Linked DNA regions of Mus musculus: region 2 is linked to region 1. Evidence: chromatin contacts called from public ChIA-PET data. All regions are on one chromosome and are shown on one strand. Each heading gives the region's core, a stretch centred on a gene start, on an enhancer-like site or on the middle of the called end of the contact. The rest is flanking DNA. Distances are from core to core; before and after follow the strand shown. Region 1 overlaps Akap13 (A kinase (PRKA) anchor protein 13). Region 2 overlaps Akap13 (A kinase (PRKA) anchor protein 13).

Evidence for each region. ChIA-PET counts read pairs in DNA pulled down with a chosen protein or histone mark.
Region 2: an RNA polymerase II ChIA-PET map of effector CD8 T cells shows a contact between it and region 1, with 5 read pairs. The contact joins two enhancer-like sites. A contact is called at or near these places in 1 of 15 datasets of contacts at CTCF or cohesin (the NIH/3T3 cell line), 5 of 115 datasets of contacts at active chromatin or transcription factors (effector CD8 T cells, large pre-B cells, memory CD8 T cells and 2 more) and 3 of 9 other capture datasets (adipose tissue, liver and pancreatic islet).

The regions. Positions count from the first base shown.
Region 1 is chr7:75,484,791-75,487,714 of GRCm38.p6, forward strand. All of the region lies in intron 1 of Akap13 (A kinase (PRKA) anchor protein 13), which reads left to right. Among named protein-coding and RNA genes, the nearest start is that of Akap13, 31 kb to the left of the region's middle. Within about 2 kb of position 1,486, at least 25 of the 459 cell types and tissues checked have an H3K27ac peak or open chromatin away from gene starts, as enhancers often do. A contact at or near this core is called in effector CD8 T cells, memory CD8 T cells and regulatory T cells, where this site is marked.
Region 2 is chr7:75,643,405-75,646,328 of GRCm38.p6, forward strand. The region is part of intron 8 of Akap13 (A kinase (PRKA) anchor protein 13); the gene reads left to right. Among named protein-coding and RNA genes, the nearest start is that of AU020206, 140 kb to the right of the region's middle. Within about 2 kb of position 1,432, at least 60 of the 459 cell types and tissues checked have an H3K27ac peak or open chromatin away from gene starts, as enhancers often do. A contact at or near this core is called in effector CD8 T cells, memory CD8 T cells and regulatory T cells, where this site is marked.

The sequences.
Region 1 (2,924 bases), core at 236-2,735:
CCCACCCCAAAAATTCAAGAGCTTAAACCAATGATTTTGTAGAACATTTAACTTATGACTGTAGAAGACATTTCTCTTGCTTACAATCACCAAAGCCAAAATAACAAAAGAAGAAAAGAAAAAAAAAACCCAACTATCATTTCTGCCTAATTGCTTACCTCTCTTAAGCCCCCGTTTCCCCTCTATCCCAACAGGATCTGTTAATAGACCCACCTTCCTTTTTCTCTGGAGTGCTAGGATTGAAACATTTGCCACCACACTCTGCTTAGGTTTCTTTTTTGTTTCGTTTTTTTTTTCCCTCAAAACATAAAACACCTCAAAAATTTCCTCAAAATATTTTGAGACTTTTTATTTTACATGTATGGTTATTTTGCCTTGATGTATGTCTGTGTACCATGTGCATACAGTGTGCTCTTGCAGGGCAGAAGGTGTCAGAGCTCCTTGGAACTGGAGTTAGAGATGATTGCTAGCCACTATGTAGGTATTGGGAATGGAACCCCAAGTCCTCTGGAAGAGCAGCCACTGTTCTTAACTGCTGAGCCAACTCTCTCCAGCCCTAGAATTTCGTTTTCTTAATTTCCTTGAGTTCTTTTTTTCTAGTCATTTCTCCAGATTAAACAGCCTATCCAGGAACTATTTTCTGGGATAGAGAAGCCTGACTCCTTCCATGCAGCATAGTAGATAATTTTCCAAGTGATTTATTTTTCCCAATATACAATCTTGCTTCTGTCTGAAAATGATAAAATTACATGTGTGATAAAGTTATTAGAAAATAAAAAATGTGATTATTACTAGTAAATATTTGATTTGCATATCAAGTTTATATACCTATATGCCTGGGACCATGTACCAATGTCTCAGGTGGTCTTTGAGTAAGAGTGAGGAAGGTTTAAGAAGCCATATTCTCAATCTGTAGATTATAACCCTCACAGGGGTAACATATGAGATATCCTGCATATCTCTACATTATGATTCATATCAGTAGCAAAATTACAGTTATGAAGTAGCAATAAAATAATTTTATGGTTGGGGGGGTCACAACAATATGAACTATCAAGTGGTGACCCCCAACCATAAAATTATTTTGTTAAAAGTTGAATCATTAGGAAGGTTGAGAACCACTGTTCTGGACCAACACTAAATGGTTAACATTTTTATAAGATGAATTCACTTTATGTGTTCAACATTTGCCATAAAGATATTCTTTGCTAACATGATTTGGTGCTAGCTTCCTACATAAATACTAATTTTCCTTTGGCTCTCAGAAACTTGGTCTCTAGTTGGGGAGCTGAAGTATACACAGAATTGAGAGAGTGAGAAGTGCCTCAAGGCCCGAGAGCTGTACAGTGAACCAACCATCCAGTACTAAAACAAGCTACTGTCTGTTCTGAGAATGCAAATCTGCATAGATATTATCAGGAGGCTCTGGTTCCCATCCTGGCTTTGGGTCTTAATATCCTGGGGAGGTTTTAACTCAGTCGGCTTTGGGTGGGACAGGAAGCTAGTTTCTAATCTGCACTGTGGCTTATAACATCAAAGAGAATCTTGTATTTTCTTACTTCCAAGAAACAAGTTTGCTCTTTAGTTCTACATATTCTGTTTCATTTAGATAGCCTTTATTTAAGCAAAAGTTGTACATATTCATAGGGATGAGAGAGAGAGAGAGAGAGAGAGAGAGAGAGAGAGAGAGAGAGAGAAAATTGCAATACATGTATACAATGTACAACATTCAAATCAGAGTAAACATTTCTCACATAGTACCTTTGTGGTGAAGCTATTTAAATTTTTTCATCTTAACTTTTTGAAACCTAACAGTACACAGTCGTGATCTATAGCCACTTGCTATGCAAGAGAACCCAGAACTACTCTTTTTTTTGTTTGTTTGGTTTTTTGGTTTTTTTTTCCATTTTTTATTAGGTATTTAGCTCATTTACATTTCCAATGCTATACCAAAAGTCCCCCATACCCACCCACCCCCACTCCCCTACCCACCCACTCCCCCTTTTTGGCCCTGGCGTTCCCCTGTACTGGGGCATATAAAGTTTGCGTGTCCAATGGGCCTCTCTTTCCAGTGATGGCCGACTAGGCCATCTTTTGATACATATGCAGCTAGAGTCAAGAGCTCCGGGGTACTGGTTAGTTCATAATGTTGTTCCACCTATAGGGTTGCAGATCCCTTTAGCTCCTTGGGTACTTTCTCTAGCTCCTCCATTGGGAGCCCTGTGATCCATCCACTAGCTGACTGTGAGCATCCACTTCTGTGTTTGCTAGGCCCCGGCATAGTCTCACAAGAGACAGCTACATCTGGGTCCTTTCGATAAAATCTTGCTAGTATATGCAATGGTGTCAGCGTTTGGATGCTGATTATGGGGTGGATCCCTGGATATGGCAGTCTCTACATGGTCCATCCTTTCATCTCAGCTCCAAACTTTGTCTTTGTAACTCCTTCCATGGGTGTTTTGTTCCCAATTCTAAGGAGGGGCATAGTGTCCACACTTCAGTCTTCATTCTTCTTGAGTTTCATGTGTTTAGCAAATTGTATCTTATATCTTGGGTATCCTAGGTTTGGGGCTAATATCCACTTATCAGTGAGTACATATTGTGTGAGTTCCTTTGTGAATGTGTTACCTCACTCAGGATGATGCCCTCCAGGTCCATCCATTTGCCTAGGAATTTCATAAATTCATTCTTTTTAATAGCTGAGTAGTACTCCATTGTGTAGATGTACCACATTTTCTGTATCCATTCCTCTGTTGAGGGACATCTGGGTTCTTTCCAGCTTCTGGCTATTATAAATAAGGCTGCTATGAACATAGTGGAGCATGTGTCCTTCTTACCAGTTGGGGCATCTTCTGGATATATGCCCAGGAGGGGTATTGCTGGATCCTCCGGTAGTACTATGTCCAATTTTCTGAGGAACCGCC
Region 2 (2,924 bases), core at 182-2,681, 160 kb after region 1:
CGCTATAGCCTGTGTGACATCTCCAAGGTGGACAGGACTGTCGATGTGGTGTTGCTGAAGGTAAGAAGGGGCCACACCTCATACAGTTTCAACATCTCAGGAAGACTTCTCTCTGTACCCTTACTGCCCGGTCTTGATCCTTCCTAAACTAGGATGAAGTGTGAGAAAGCCTGAGCTAACAGTGACAGAAGATCAAGGGGGTGGGGGGGTGGGGGATTTAAAGTTCTTTAAAGGCATGTCTGAACAGAGACTGTGTCTGTGTGTGTGTGTGTGTGTGTGTGTGTGTGTGTGTGTGTGTGTGTGAGAGAGAGAGAGAGAGAGAAAATGAATCTGCAACAAAGCACTTATTACTAAAATAAAATTTTACTTGTTCTAAGTAGAATCTAAATAATCACAAAGGAGGAATTCATTCTCAGAGCTGCCCTTTTGCTAGATGCCTCTGTTTTTCTGTTGCTTGCCCCATCCCCACACCTCAATTCCACCTCTCTTTCTCTGTGAGCTTCCTTTTCTGTCCGTCTCTTTGTCCCTTTGTCTGTGTAGGTCTTTGGTCTTTCCTATCCATCTGCTCTTCTCCTGTCTCTCAGTCTTAGTTTTCCAGGGAAACAAGAAGTCAGGATTCTGTTGGTACTGTCTCTAGTTGACTCTTTTCCTGCCTTAGCTTCTGACCAGTGATGAGCTGCATTTACATTTGTTTGATTTCACATCGTTAGTAAGGTTGGGTGTCTAAGCGGAAGGGGGCGGAGACTCTGAACTGGCTAATTGTTCACAGAAGACATCCTTGAATCTAAAATTAGTAAGGACTTCTACATTCGGTAAGGCCAGAGTCTGGGAATGTTGGACAACTCATGAAGTACTTTTTGGAAGTTTAGCTGTTTTCTGGCAAAGGCAGGGAAATTGGAAGTCAGCCAAGTACTTCATAGAAGCCAAAGAACCTGAACATCTAAATTTTGGAGAGTGAAGCAGGTTAAGTGAAAAAGGAATAATTTTGGATAAAGTACTAATCTAATGTCTGGGTTAAATAGTGGAAGTCTATTGTTGGTGTATCAACTCTGTTTAGTACTTGAGATAACCCACTTTCTTTTATGACATTACAATGTTTTGCTGTTGTATATGTGGCATGGCTCACCTGTTGTATAGTCAGAGGATAGCTTGGGGAGTTTGTTCTGTCCTTCAGCCTTGTGGGTCCTGGGGATCAAACTCAGGCTTAGCAGCAAACACCTTTACCAACTGAGCCACCTCACCCTTGTGCCACCATCCCCTGCCCCTTTGAGATAAGCACCTCCTTAACTTGGTAAAGCATCCTAGGCTAGCCTAACATTACCTTCTTCCCTTGGCCTTTCGGGTATGGGTTACAATACTTAGTCTCTCCCTACAAGAAGCTGGCAAATGAGCTCAGAAACCTAGACACAGAAGCCAGTGAAATCCACATTGGGTGTGGCCCTCGGAGGAGGTGTGATTTGTGGTGTGGTGGTGTCACTGCCCCTCAGTAATCACTGTCAGGTGGTTTAACTTGCCAGGCCTACTTTGTAATTTGGTGTTTTGAACTTGTTCCAAAGATGATGTTGGTTTTAATTTCTCTGAAAAGTCATTTCCTCTGAGAGATAACAATTATCTTCTGATATTTTGCCCTCTTATATAAGAACTTTAGAAAGGCTACTTTCTAGGATCTTTGTCTTGTGATGTTGCGGCCCTTTTAATTTAACAGGCCAGGGAAAGGCGGAGCACTCTTCTGTTGTCACAGAAATGTCTCTTTCCCCCTCCCTCAGTGTGGTTTTTGGAAGGTTGGGGGAGACAGAAGAAAGCAAAAGAGGGTACTATTTAGGTGGCAGAAGGGCGGAATGATAGCTATAGGGGCAAATAGCAAAGTATAATGATATGCATACCAAAATGTTACAGTGAAAACCATTATTTTACAAATAGGGGCTAGAGAGAGACTCAGTGGTTAATGACACGTGATGCTTTTGGGGAGGACCTGGGTTTGATTCCCAGTACATTCATGGTGACTCACAGCCATCCCTAACTCCAATTCCAGGGCATCTACTGCTTTCTTCTGATTTTTACATACATCAGGTGTGCACTTGGGGCACATATGTATATACAGGCAAAATACTCATAAAATAAATAAAATTTTTAAAATTCGTCCAATCAAATAAAAAAGAATGCTAAAAATATATAGTATACAAGTTAGTTGGGTATGAAAGCTTTATATGAGTTAAGCTAACTCAGTTCAGGGTTCTTCATTTGTAGACACTATTTTTATATTTCCCTTTTCTGTGATTTATTTGACTTGAGAGTTATTTGTCAGGCAGTGACTATTTTACCCCATTTCCTGAGGAAATACTAGAAACACGACTGAGAACTGAGGGGCTGAGTCTAAGAGGATCTTCCTAAGATCAGCTAAGCAGAGAAACATGCCCAGGCTGTGTACTAGGACAGAGGCTGAGAAGATGAGAGGTCTGTCTACATGAAGGATGAAGGAAGAGTTTTAACAATAATGAACTGAGTCTCTGAGGAAGAGAGAAACCGATGTGTACTTCCTGACAGATAGGAGCATTCTGCATAGCATGCAGCAAGTTCATTGTAAAGAGACTGGAGCCAGAACCATGTGCAAAAGCAAGCAGCCATGGTGAGGAGAAACCTTTCCCACTTTAAAAGAAAAGATCAAAAGGAAGTTACTATCACCCATTCCATACCTAGACAAAGGAGTATCTTACTTCTTTTTAAACTAACCAGAAAGAATATTATCTGGTACAAGAAAGTTCCTTAAAATATAAGAATTGGGGATTAGAATCTAGGTTCAATTTATTCCATTTTTATGTCAATGAGTTGTTGAGGTGATGTTATAGGTAGCATCATTAAAAGGCCTATTTCAGTTAAAAAATAAATAAAGGTGCTAAAAGTGTTGGAGGAGGAAGAATTCCTTG